Linked DNA regions of Zea mays: all the other regions are linked to region 1. Evidence: chromatin contacts called from public Hi-C data. All regions are on one chromosome and are shown on one strand. The core of a region is the stretch at or near the end of the contact, and the rest is flanking DNA. Distances in the headings are between cores, read along the strand shown. Region 1 holds the start of LOC109946117 (anthocyanidin 5,3-O-glucosyltransferase). Region 2 holds the start of LOC103654948 (light-harvesting complex-like protein 3 isotype 2, chloroplastic). Region 3 holds the start of LOC100191181.

What was found. Hi-C and Micro-C count contacts between places; a contact is called where the count stands out from the background.
Region 2: a contact with region 1 is called in a Hi-C map of leaf, with 5 times the contacts expected there. The contact joins the promoter of LOC103654948 here to the promoter of LOC109946117 in region 1. A contact is called at or near these places in 10 of 25 Hi-C or Micro-C datasets (bundle sheath, ear, endosperm and 5 more).
Region 3: a contact with region 1 is called in a Hi-C map of leaf, with 4 times the contacts expected there. The contact joins the promoter of LOC100191181 here to the promoter of LOC109946117 in region 1. A contact is called at or near these places in 3 of 25 Hi-C or Micro-C datasets (ear, leaf and tassel).

What each region holds. Positions count from the first base shown.
Region 1 is chr4:247,199,632-247,203,803 of Zm-B73-REFERENCE-NAM-5.0, reverse strand. LOC109946117 (anthocyanidin 5,3-O-glucosyltransferase) reads right to left here and starts at 2,195. Exons shown (of 1, transcript XM_035967572.1): 1 at 1,206-2,195. The coding sequence starts at 2,169. The coding sequence ends at 1,285. It overlaps LOC100274389, which reads left to right. Exons shown (of 6, transcript NM_001148749.2): 5 at 3,305-3,386; 6 at 3,518-4,131. The coding sequence ends at 3,951.
Region 2 is chr4:247,465,256-247,470,122 of Zm-B73-REFERENCE-NAM-5.0, reverse strand. It overlaps LOC103654948 (light-harvesting complex-like protein 3 isotype 2, chloroplastic), which reads right to left and starts at 2,769. Exons shown (of 3, transcript XM_008681752.4): 1 at 2,124-2,769; 2 at 1,875-2,012; 3 at 1,310-1,766. The coding sequence starts at 2,601. The coding sequence ends at 1,519. LOC100192494 (RNA polymerase II transcription factor B subunit 4) reads left to right here. Exons shown (of 11, transcript NM_001137714.3): 11 at 1,118-1,357. The coding sequence ends at 1,175.
Region 3 is chr4:247,667,901-247,672,717 of Zm-B73-REFERENCE-NAM-5.0, reverse strand. LOC100191181 reads right to left here and starts at 2,552. Exons shown (of 7, transcript NM_001136616.2): 1 at 2,110-2,552; 2 at 1,912-1,991; 3 at 1,624-1,722; 4 at 1,431-1,529; 5 at 1,166-1,264; 6 at 978-1,076; 7 at 259-737. The coding sequence starts at 2,428. The coding sequence ends at 633.

The sequences.
Region 1 (4,172 bases), core at 946-3,445:
GTTACTCCATCTCTATTTGTTCTTCTATTTCACCCAAGTTTTTCTCTGCAACTAGGTCACTCTGTTGCATTTTAGAATATCCATTCTTATGCCTTCAGAATAGCCGAATAGGCACAGATGCATGGCTCAGAAGTTCAGTGATTGTAGCTTATGTTTCATGTCAACTGTAATGTTGGCAAACTTTATGTAGTTGCCCCTCAACTAACTCAGTTTGGAATAGGCACAGATATACGACTTAGAAGTTCAGTTGTTGTTTCTCAATCCTGATATTTCATGATGGCTACGTGTATCTAATGATACTGACCTGAGACCACCTGTCCACCTTTGTACTACACTTACTTAGACAGTCTTTTAACATCATTGAAGTTTTGATGTTAATGTTGGGAAGTTGTTGACAGTGAAGTCCTCAATTCTTCCTTTTCATCATTATTTCTTCAAAAGCAAACTGTGGAGGTAACCTCCATTGAATAGCAACTGCCTGTCACTGCAAGGAGAAGCTAGGAAGTAACAATATATCGGTGTTGAACTAATAAATATGTCAGTTCTGACTTCTGACTATATTTCTTTGGGTGATGTTTTCTCCGCTCTCTGTTATCTCAGCAAAGAAGCCATTCGCAACAGCAACAGCTTTCTTAGGGTTCCTCTTTTTTCACACTGTTAGATAATCATGTACACTATTTCTTCTTTTCATATGCTTATGTGTCCGTATCTTCATAATAAGTATTTTTTCCTGTTATTCCATCTCTACTTATTCTTCTACTAGGTGAGTGCCCGTACGTTGCAACGGAATCGTATAGATTAAGGCTCTTATTCGTCTCAATCCACATAGATTAAGATAATTTATGGTGTAAATTAATTCTATACGTTCACTCGATCCACATAGATTAAGGCTCTTATTCACCTCAATCCACATAGATTAAGATGATTTATGGTGTAAATTAGTTCTATACTGGATGGTATTGAGTCGATTTAAATCTATAGAAGTCAAAGTCCACCCTAATCCACTCCCATTCACGTGGAATTAGAAGTGGAATTAGAATAATGAGTCTGAGAATACTTACAGCTCCTTATCTCCGTTCCCGTGAATAAATGTTGTACGAACCATTTTGAAATTAGATTTATATAAGCTTGTTCGTTGTGAAAGTCAATTTTTTCACATGTGCCTTCCCAAGAACAATGGCATGACTTAAATACACAATTACACGAACACACATACTCTAGAAATATTTTACTTCATCCGTCTATAGATCGTGACAATACCCGAACAAAAAAGCTTCCATCCGTTCAATAGAACTGGTGATATAAGAACAATGCAATCAGTACCGAACAAGCGTCCTTGCTGCCGAAGCAGAGGAACACGACGCTCCGCTTGGGCTGCGTGTCCAGCCACGCCAGGCACTCGTGCCTCCCGCCGCTCCCCGCCGTGCTGCTGCCGTCGTTGACCAGTGGCCCGACGCAGAAGACCCTCGGCGTCGGGCGGCCGGGCACGCAGACGCCGTCGCCGAGCGCTCTCAGTGCCATGGGCTCCAGCCAGGCGAAGCTGTTGACCAGCACGCCCCTCCCCTCCGGGATGCGGCGGAACTGGTACATCCGGACCTTGATCCGGTCGCTGTCCCTGTCCTGCACCGTCAGCGGCATGTCCATCGCCCGAACCGGCGGCATGCCGGGGCAGCGCACCAGCGCCTCGCTCATGTCCCTGAACGACGGCAGGGTGGGGTAGAGGTACGGCAGGTTGAGGAACATGGCGAGGTCCCCCGCCGCGGAGGCGAAGAAGAAGTAGGCCGGGACGCCGAGCTCCGCCGCGACGTCGAGCGCGTCGACGCAGAACATGTCGAGGATGAGCGCGGTGGCGGGCTGGGACCGGAGCAGGAAGTCCCGGAGCACGGGGTTGGCGAGCCGGAGCGTGTCCAGGTCGCGCTTCACCCAGTCCGCGCCGGCGTCCGGGCTGGCCGGGACCGGCAGGAGGCGGAACGCGATGGCCGGGTTGGCCGCCGCGAGGCGCTCCACCGCGGCGACCGACACGGCGTCGGTGTCCGGCGGGTTGACCACAGCGATGAGCGCGCCGTGGCCGTGGCGCAAGAGGTGCTTGGCCAGCTCCACCATCGGGATCAGGTGGCCCACGCCCAGCGACGGGTAGAGCACGAACGTCCTCTTCTTTCCCGTGACCATGGTGGTGTTGGATCCTGACGTTGCTGGAGCTTGAATTCCTTCGTCAGGCTGGGGATGCTGGAAGGGATAAGATCTGGGGACAGACGCGGGCAAGATCTGGGGGCGAGGAGAGCGGGGGCGCGGCGGGGATTGCGGCCTCGGTGCAGGGAGAGGAGAGCGGGGCGGCGGGGACAGACGCGGGCAAGATCTGGGGGCGAGGAGAGCGGGGGCGCGGCGGGGATTGCGGCCTCGGTGCAGGGAGAGGAGAGCGGGGCGGAGGGATTGCTGCGGTGTCGGGTGGAGCCGTGGTAGACGCCCTCCTTGCGTCCTTATAGAGTAGTAGAGATTTCACCCAAGTTTTTCTCTGCAACTAGGTCACTCTTGCATTTTAGAATATCCATTCTTATGCCTTTACATAGTAATGCATACTTCTCTGCTGCCTTATTTTTACTCCTTTTCCTAATCCATCAGCCTTCACTCAGTCGATATAAATATTTTTGCTATTTCTCTGCATCAACTTCCAGTTAGATGATATGAATGAGTCACTATTTTCATTGAAAAAAAGGAGAAGAACTAGTCACTTTTTTCCTTCTATCAGTCAATATGGGTGACGGTTTCCCTTCAGGATTCTTGTTTGAGCCTATATATATGGTTGTATGCCTAGCGTACCTAGTGCCGTAGGCTTTCCGCACTGTGCGGGGTCCGGGGAAAGGTATCTTTAAGCGCCAAACCTTGCCCGCATAATATGCAGAGGCTAGGGCTCGAACCCGGGACCTTACGGTTATAGACGGTAGGCTCTACCACTGCACCAGGCCCGCCCTTCATTTAGGTCCTAATGGCTGTATGCCTAAGAGAGAGAAAAATCATTTAGGTCCAAATTGCATTGGGAGCTTAGTTAGTAATATTTTGAGATTGTTTTGGAGCATTCATTCCATATACAGTGGTTTGTAGGATGCTTCTCTAATCCTAGATGTTTTGTACATCGATGCGAAGTAAAAGAAATTGTTGATGATCCTGTTAGCAATCAGTAGTTTGAGGCTAGTTCCACTTGCACTGTATCAGATCACTAAATCGGCATGTAACCATAGAGATTATTAGGTTACTCATACCACGCTCTGATGCCCAACCATTAATGTATTGGTATAATGCGACGCAGGGTATACCATGCTCGTCCATTCCACGGCGCAACAAACCTCGAAGAGTTGATCTGTATTATTCAAGCTGGTGCATCCGTGCAGGTAACCATTTTCCTTTGCTTACTTTTCTTGAGGTTGGGAAATAACAAAAGCCAAATAGCCAAAAAAATCCCCTTTTCTTTCTGTGGCACTTCTCTAACTAGGAACTTTCTCTTGAACTGATGTTGGAACAGTGGAATCCAGGAGAGGGAACGGAGGGTCGACAGCTTGTGAGGTGCTCTTGTTCCACCACGAGGACATGGGCATCCCGTACGAGATCGCAAAGCTCGGTATCCGGCAAGGGATGTGGGGATGCGTGAAGAGAATCGAGCCTGGGCTCCGGGCCTATCAGCAAGCCAGGGCTGCAGGGGAGCCGGTGTCACGGAGTGCCCTGATGGCCCAGATCAACACCAAAGTCGGCGACAGCTTTGTCCGGTCGCTGGAGTCCGACAGCGACGGGTCCGAAACCGTGGAAGCGGAAGAGAAGCCTGCGAGGAACCGTGTGGCGAGGTTCCTTGTGCTTGGAGGGGCAGTTGCTCTGGCCTGTACTCTTGACCAAGGGCTCCTGACGAAGGCTCTCATCTTCGGCGTCGCGCGGAAATTCGTCGGGCAGAGGAAGGCACTGTAGCATCTCTGGCATTTATTTCTCAGCGTCGTCCGCTTGGCCCGTGGTCCGCACTAACCGGACCTGTCCTTTCACTGTCGTAGAGTGGAGGATAGAGGTGGTTCAGTGTCTGCCTAATTGGGGCAAATGCCATTGACCATTGTGGCTGAAAGAGAACAGAGCTGATGAAAAACATTTTGGTGTACAGATATGCTGCCGGCTGTTGGATAGCGAGGAATGGGGAA
Region 2 (4,867 bases), core at 1,520-4,019, 270 kb before region 1:
TGTTCCTGGGCGCCAATCTCGTCTCCTGGGCCGCCAAGCGAGAGCCCGTCGTCTACCGCTTCGGCGCTGAGGCTGAGTACCGCGCTGTGGCCAACAGCGTGACAGAGGCCTCCTGGCTACGCTTCAACTGCTCCAGGAGCTCCACCGCCCCTTCCAGCGTGCCACCCTTGTGGGTGACAATGGGCTCTAAATTTTACACTATAAGATTTAAGGATCGGATACGATTAGGATCACGCCCTATTTGTATTAATTTTTTGAATTAAAATTTATTTAGGTCCCTACCACTTTGTGAAGAAGTATTTGGATCGCGATCCATTACCACTCCTAGGCTACAACATCAGCGCGGTCTATCTCTCCACCAATCCTGTGCAGCATCAACACACGAAGCATGTGGAGATCGACCTGCACTTCGTACGCGGCTATGTCGTTGTCGGTAACGTTCGGGTTCTCAGCGTCCTCATCACGCTGCAGTTCGCCAACATCTTCACCAAGGGGCTACTGTCGAGTGTATTCACCGATTTTCGATCCAGTCTGAACATCTGTACATGATAGAGTTGAGACTGCGTGAGAGGGGGTGTTAGAGTACCTGTTTAGGATTTTGGGGTTAGCCCCTTATAATTACCGTCACACCCATGTGTAATGGGCCAGACCCAATAACCTTGGTCTATTAATACATCACCTAACCCTGAGTTAGGGTTAGGGTTTCCCACAATTCCTGCAATTTGGTTTTGGCCAGCAAAATTTGGTTAGGAAAGAAACAAGAAGATGCTTAACAAGTTTTCTCCTGATTTTCCTTTCATGTCTGAATAATTTTACTCTGACTTGCAGTGTCATTTTCCCTTATGTTTTGTACAAACCTTGTGTATAATTTAGAAAATCTCAATTTCAGTTATCCTTTGCAGTTTATATAAGCAGACCACAAAAGTGTCTTGTCCAGCAGTTTCTACAACTAATTTAGTTTTTAGCATATGTTAGCATTTGTCTTTTATACTAGACTACTAGTGATTTTGTGTTGCTGCTTGCAAAACGATTCTATGAAGATACTTGTATAAGCTGTTGTTTTCCTCTGGTACAATAGATCTAGTCACGGGACTTCATTTGCCTGCTTTGGTTGCAGGTCAGAATTCAGTCGTGCCATGCCTGATTTGAACTCCGTGCCGGATCAAAGCAAGTAGTGTCCAGTGCGAAGTTAACCCATCAACAGACAACGCTTTTCTCTATGCGTCTCACAGGTTCCTTTCGGACTAGCACCTTCACGTGTGCAGTGTGTACGAGACGTTTCTTTGGTCGATATGTGAATCAATTTCCATGTCTGAATATTATCGGTTTTTTTTTAAAAAAAACTGAAACTGCAGAATTATTTTCCATACAATTTTACAACATGACGTAGATCATTGCGTTTGTCAAAAACAAAAACAAAAAAATTCTCACTACACAGGGAAAACAAGAAGGCCGAGGAAATAGATAAGCTACGTAACAAGAAAGCGTTTTGCATTTTTTTTGTACCACAACGCTGAACTAGTTGTTTGGTCCCCCAGCGGAGTCATCTTGCCAGGTCGCCTGCCACTGCCTGTCATAGAACGTGGTCTCGTCGACGAGCTTCTTCAGCGACTCGACGTCCTCGTTTTTCCTGACCAGCAGCACGCCGGCGACGGCGGCGAACAGCAGCGTCTTGCAGAAGAAGTTGCCCATCTGGTCGACGAGGCCCGCGCCCGTCAAGCTGTCCACGAAATAGGCCATGAAGAAGCCGACCATGGCGGCGCGACCTGCATTATTAGACGAGGAGAAGAGCCGCCGGTTCTGAATGCAAGCAAGATCACTGGGCAAAGAAACGCCATATGCACCCGCATCATATTTCAACTGTTTTTTCATACCATTTAGCTTCTCGGCTTCGGGAAGGTGGAAGCGTTTCATCCAAGCCCACCATGGAATAATGGAAGTGGCGAAGACGACAGCCTCGTCTGTGTTAGTCGCCTCCGGATAGTCTTCGAGCCATCTCCTTCTCCTGGCCTCTGGAATCAGAAAAATAAAGATGACTGGCATCAGCGGTCCGTCCCACTCGTTGCAGCAAAACAACAAATGTCTGACCGAGTTTACACAAAGCATGTCCTGAGCCCCCTCACCGGCGTCGATGACGGCGTCCCAGTCGACGCCGCTGCCCTTGTCGAACTTGGCGAGGTCCCAGGTGCCGTTGACCCACCTGGCGTCCCGGAAGGCCGGGACCGGCGCTGGCGCGGGCGGCGGCGGCGGGGCCTCGGACTTGACGGCGGCCCCGTTGGAGGCCGCGGCAAGGGCCGGCTCCGCCTCGTCCCGCTGCTCCACGGGCGGCGCCTCCCCGGAGGCGGTGGCGCAGGCGAGGCGGCGCGGGAAGGGGAGGAGTCCGACGGGCTTTCCGCCCGCCCGCAGGGGCCTGAGGCTGGCGGGACGCGGGGAGAAGGTGGAGGTCGCCATGGCCATGGCGAGCAAAGGGGGGGACGGAGGGCAGTGAAGGAGTGGAAAGTGGATAGACAGGAGAGGAGAGTGTGCGGCCAGGCCGGCAGGTGCCAGTTGGGCTTTGGCCTTTGGGCCATGGTCGAGCCCTCTTTTTGGGTGACGTGGCATGGCCGCGCTGACGTGTCCGGGCCAGGTGGACGGAGCTGTGCGTCCATTGGTTTGTGGCCGGACACAAAAAAAATCTGTGTGGCTGTGGATGCGGAGAGAAACAGAATTTTTGGACTTCAAAATCACGTTAACCGAGCAAAAAGAAAGCAATGAGAAGCAAAGTGCTCATAGTCCAAAATAAAAATGTAATGCCAATGAAACTTAGATCCCGTTTGTTTCCTTTCATTTCGAGGAATTGGAATCTTACTAATGGAATAAGCTATTTTTTTAGAATATGACATTCCACCATTTTCCAAAGTTATCATATAAGCCTATCTCAAATTCATGGGGTGAGAGATGAAAATTGATTCTATAGATTTACATGCTAATTTTTCGATGTACAACTTATAGCACATTCTTCTACTTGCGCCTCTATAACATAAATGTACTATATAACTATCTTTCTCATATGATTTAGGATACTATACAAATATATTACATATATAAATATATAAACTTAATTAGTTTTGTCTAAATTATAATTATTAAAATAGAATTCAATTCCAACGAAACAAACGGGCCCTTACTGTAATTGGTTTGTGCCAAAGGGATACACGCAGCAGAATCTGTCTGCAGGCTATCTTCTGGCTGACTTAATGGGATCAAATTGTGACCGGATTGAGCATCAGTCACAGTTGGCACGTCATCCACAACATGATCATAGTCTTCAGGGGGCGGTCTACTACAACCGGTCGTACCACAACCTCCATGAGTTGCAACTGGGTCTTCATAGCCGAAGTAACATAATTATCCCAATCCAGTTGAGAATCAATTGGGATGACTCGTCTTATGACATTTGGTGGATGGTCAATGTTAAGTACTCTGTCAACCGCAATGTCATCATCTTCATGGTAACCTAGCTTTTGTTTAGTCTTTGAAACACATCACTCAAGGAGGGTCTACCAACAAATAGTACATGCACGTGTCGCATGTCAATGAACTTGGCATTTCCATAGAGATCTTCTTACACATTGCCTCCATGATATAAGCTCATAAAATTGTCCATCTATTTCAAACACGAATTAAACAGTCAATATCCACCATGGATGGTTATTGCCTAACCACAACCCACTAATAACTAGCTACATAACTATAACTATAACCACAACCCACTAAAATACTAACCACCTTATAATTAAGTACTAAATAACTAAGTATAAATTTTGACAGCACCTCCCCTGCATGGGGAGGATACTAAAACCTGCACATTCAACTCACATTCATCATATTCGATCAAATTCGCATTTATCACATTCATTTTCATGATACTCACATTCAACAGACAACTAATTATAGCAACAAATCTAACATGCCTAACAAAAATGCTAACACATTAACTAAAAATACTAACTAAATACTCAAAAAGTTACCTAGACGGGGGGCGGGGGCGGGGTCGGACGACGGCGGCGTGGGGAGGTGAGCCGGGGATAGGGATGAAAATGGGACGGGTACCCGGAACGGGTATCGGATACGGGTACCAAAACGGGACGTAATTTCGGATACGGATACGGGTATTTTGTTTATCGGGACGGATACGGGTATTACCCGGATATTGAATCTCGGATACGGGTAGGATACGGAATCACTAATACCCGGTCAGTACCCGAAAATCCCGGGTCGGATACGGGTACCCGGAATTCGGGTACCCGTTTTTTCTTTTTCTGCATAATATAGTTATAAAATCATAACTTTTACATATGAAATCGGATGAAGATAAAGTTTATATGAAAATTGTAGAGCTTGAAGAGATCTATGACTTTGTAATACATCAATTTTTTGTTTAAACAATATTTTAATGATTTAATTGTATTTTGATGATTTTCTATGACAAGAAATCAATAATACATAAATAGCCTCAAAAAATCGTGAAATTTTATGGAGATACAACATATGTCCATATGTAACCATAAAAAATGTTTGGATCATAAGATCTATAAGATGTCCACGTTTCTTTCCTTTCACTTTCGCTTATTTGTAGGAGTTACATGTGAAATTAGTGTAAGTATCTAAGTTTCAACATAATCAGTACTTCACTTTATCATTTTCATACGAGGACTTGAGTTATCATCATATAAAATGTTTATTAGTTTTTGTAACTTATTTGCAATTTTTTAGTGAAACTAGAATATTTATGAATTTTAAATATTGCGGTGTTGGTTCTACAATGTCCTTGTGATAAGCAACTTTGAACTGCATGATGTCAATTTTACCGGTTTCCTTTCTTACA
Region 3 (4,817 bases), core at 1,303-3,802, 470 kb before region 1:
TTATAGGTTGCCATCTTAGCTTATGCCCTGTTTGCAATTCAGTTTTTAAGAAACCAGTTTTTATCTTTTAGTTTTAGCTGTTTGGTACCACCTCAAATTTTATAAACCAGTTTTTTAAAAACTAAATGCTTCTAAACAAGGCCTTAGTTGCAGATTTACGTAAACTTAGTAGTGTCTTCGAAGCCTAATACATGCTTACAAACTACGAGCAGCCTGAGGCAGTTACATCGAGATCAATGGACTGGGTGATACTGTTTGGCCAAAACGATAATGTGTACACATATGCTGAAGGTTAATAACAGTTACAATTCAGATCTTGTTTTGGTGGCCCTGGCCCATATTGAACAAAACAACTGAACACAACAGCTGGAGGACTGTTGCATGTACATCATCATTTTTCGAGTCACGTCGAACAGGCTACAGACCATGGACACTGAAATCTAACGGCACAATTGTAGAGCAATCTGTCAGATCGTTTGAGTTGGCGGTCAAGAAAAAAAAAATGAATGATGACTGGCACGGCGGCACGCGGCTCCTGGACCCTTCTTCATAAGCTATGCATGGGTCGTATGAGGCTGCTGCATTGGCTAACTTTTGGACTTTCTTTCCCTCAGATTCATGGCAGAGCGAAATCACGCACCTCTGTTTGCTGGAATAAGCTTGACAAGCTTTGCAAGATCATATGACTTGAAATCCCTTCCAAAGCATAGACTTAGATCCAGCGCAGTCCTCCCATCCTGTAACGCACTCACAGAGAAACCAAACAGTATTTCAGACATAACGGCAACATAAATTATTCATCCAAATAGCTCGAAGGACAGGTTGTAGCAGGAATATCAAAGAGTTGTCTTATTGACATCATCGTATTGGAAGCTACGCAACTTGTTTTGTGAAACAACACAAAACGTAAGGCAGCGATCACAGTAAAATATTTCTTTTGGTGTATATTGCTTATCAGCAAATATATGAAACAATACCTTGGTTCTTCTTGTCTTATCCGCACCATTGACAAGCAAGACCTTAGCTATATCTCTATTCCTACTCTGTATGGCTAAATGGAGTGGTGTCCATCCATCCTGCATGGAAGGGAACATTATTTAAGAGAACATTCACTGCCCTTGGAAAGGCTTGAGATGGTATGAAAATCGGTACACATTTGACTTACATTATCGGCAACATTGACATCAACCTTGTACTTAATCAGTAACTTCACGGTTTGCAGGGCACCAGCTTGAACAGCATAATGTAATGGTGTGGCTCCATCCTGCGCATCAGGCAGACTTAATTCAACATAGAGGGAAAGCATTCTTGTCCCCGACTAACGAAAACCAATGTGACGAGCTAACTTTGCTTCAAAAAGTTTCCCTTCACTCTTTTTGAGGACTTGGACAACAATTGACAAGAAGGGACTATTCCAGGTACCCTCTTACCCTATCTCTAACATGGGGATTTGCCCCTTTTCTTAGGAGATGGCTAATGACAGCCTCTTTTTTCCCTATGACAGCCTTGTGAAGAGAGGTGAAGCCATCCTGTATCAGCAACACTTATGTAGTTAACTATACCTTCGCAGATGGGGTTACTCTGATACAAAAGAAGAATGAAAATCATAAGCACGTAACTTACTCTATCAACTAAGTTGATGTCAACACCGCTGTTCAGAAGCTTGTCCATGAGGGGTATCTGCAGTGCCAACGCGTAGCTATGAAGTGGGTGCCACTTGGGCTACACCAAACAATTCATCAGAAATTAGATTCAACATCCAGTATTTCAGAGAAACAGTTAGATCAATGCATTCATTTGATTCCTGTCAGATTAAGACATCTCAAAATTCAGCAGCAAATCGAGAAATGCATCATCAAACACAAAAGAAAGATGGTTTTTAATATTTTAAGACAGATGGAGGAGCTTAACTGATGATATTCTAGTGACGTCAGGGGTCTCATGCTGGTCCAAAGTAGCCTTTTCTTCAGGCGTTAGGAGAAGCTCGATCTCTAGGCAAACAAAAAATTAGTGGTAGTGTAGAACACAAAGAAGTAGAGCGGATGCCTTCTCAGAGAGTGGACCGAGAAGTAGTAAGGAGTGCATTTGTGTGAGAACATCGAACAATACCTCTCCGGAGGTCCTGTTCTTGCTGCGCCGACGCCTCGAGCCTGTAGGACGGCGAGGAAGATGGGAAACGCAAGGCCCTCCTTTGCTCCGGGCCGTCGTCCTCGTAGTCGCTCCCGGAGCCGTCGTCTGGCTCCTCCCAGAAGACGTCGCCGTCAGAAGCGGCGGCGCGCGGCGGAGGGATCAGGCCCGCGCACAGCAGCCCCGGGAGCGAGCGGCAGAGAGGCGGTGGAGGGCGGGGAGCGGCGGCGCGGTGGGGAGGAGCAAATGGCACGGCGGATGGAGTGCTGGGTGGTGACGCGGTGGCCGCCCACACGAGCATCTCGAGGCAGCCGGCGTCCGGCGACCAAAGCCCCGGTTTTCCCGTCGAGTTCTGGGCACCGGCGGCGGATTTTGGTCGGGTAGCGCGGCGTCACTGCTGCTTGCGTCTGATAGAAATGACGGAGACAGACGACGACTCCGCTGGCCGAGGAGAATATGGGCCGGCTCAAAATGATGTGCTAGGCAGAGCCTGCAGTCCAGCCCAATAGAGAATCGCTGTCCGTTCGGCCCGTCCGTCTCCTCTGTCCTGTCAGCGCGCGTGGAGGAGAGATGCGGGAAAAATTATCACGACTAGTTTAGAAATTTAAATCTACTCCAGAATTTCTGGTAACTAAATTTCCACCAATCACTGCAAATTTTAAATGGGATTTAAGTTCTGAAACTAACCGTTAAGACTTGTTTGGTTGACAGGAAATGGAGGCAGGGCGGAGCCACGATGCAAATTTTATATGGGATTTAAGTTCTGAAACTAATCGTTAAGACTTGTTTGGTTGACAGGAAATGGAGGCAGGGCGGAGCCACGATGCGGACAAAGGGGCCCTTGGCTTCACTTCAATTTTTTATCTTCTTATATATATAACTAGGTAGGTGCCCGTGCGTTGCAACGGAAACATATCGTCGACATAGGGAACGTAGCTCCTAACAATCCTATGTGCAGCGTACCAGAGTGGTTGGTGATGACATTAAACATGGCAGGCGCAGTGTAGGCATCCTTTCCACAATCATAAGACAAAACTAAGATCCAAGCAGTGAAAATTGCAAGGCAGGCAATGGCTTTCTACTTGGAGATTTTAGGAAACATGTATTCTAAATCGTTGTCCCCTTGATCGCCGCTGCCTATTTGCATGCATAAGGAATATAACCTTTTTGTTGGAATGGAGAAAATCTCAAGATTTCAGGCCTTGATCCTTGTAATTAGGGCTGGACGAAATACTCGTGGCTCGCTGGCTCGCTCGGTTAATGGTCAGCTCGGCTCGGCTCGGATCGGCTCGTTTGGATTTTTTCACGAGCTGAGCTGACATCCTAGCTCGGTTCGTTAACGAGCCAGCTCGGTTCGTTAACGAGCCAGCTCGCGAGCTAAACGAGCTAATATATTCCAGCAAAACGAAACTATATGCATATCATTTACATAATAATTGATAAACATGTTATATATATATGAGGTGTCTATGGCCTATGAATTAAACTAATGATTAATGAACTATGTCAATGTGTTAATTTGGTCTATGCAAATATAATTATGGGTTAAACTAATGAACATGTATGTGAATTGTGAATTAATGAGTGATGAATTGTGCTAATTTGGTGTTATATTGACGTGATTTGTGAAACTATGAGTATAATTACTATTTTTTATTGTTAAATTAGTTTGAAATTAACTAAAAAATAATTATTATGTACATTTTATTTTTTTCTGTTCTGGCTCACGAGCTTAACGAGCCAGCTCGAGCTCGTTAACGAGCCGAGCCGAGCTGACTCTGTGGCTCGTTACCTTAACGAGCCGAGCCGAGCTGGCTCGTTAGCTTAACGAGCCAGCTCGAACTCGGACGAGCCGAGCCGAGCTGGCTCGTTATCCACCCCTACTTGTAATAAAAGGAAAAAAATAAAAAATTGTGTACTCGACAAAGCATCAATTACTGGCAACTGCTGAATGATGAGACCAAATGTTTTACTTATAATTTTATGAGCCATCAAAGAACGAAGAGGGGCTTTCTCCCAGATGGCTTAAATTGCCATGTGGTGGCATAATGAACTACCTTATAATATCACGTATGAATAATTGGAGCAGTAGCCATGGTAATCAACAATAGATATAATACCTCTGCTGCCTCACAATCATTTTCTCAAGTTCCTTCATAATGTTGTGACCATATATCTCTAGAACTCTACACAAAAGTGACTCGGCTTGTAAATAACAAACAACTACATGCCTCTTTAGACACCAAACTGAACACAACAAAACAGAGAAGGAACCTTTCAGCTTACCCATGAAGACGACAAACATCAACAGAACCAAGATCAATCACAAATCTGGTCTGCTCCAGGACCTTGTGCTGATAGGGGGGTCTTCATCATCCGCTTCATCGACTTCTCCATGTTAGCACCTAGAAAGGAATATCGGAGAGAAGAGATATGTTCAGGTAGAAGAAGGGTTGAAGAAGGAGATAACAACGAGGAAGACGATCTGATTTGATATCTGATAGCCAAATTCTTCCTATCCCTCCAGAATTCTCACACCAGCCTTATATCTCACCTGCTACCTGCTATTACGCTCAGGCTTACAAGGCTCATTCTAGCCCATATATTCTTATATTATCGCACCACATTACCACATCGAACCCACAACCATCTAGTATACCTAACATTCCCCACTCCTTGAAATACAGCTT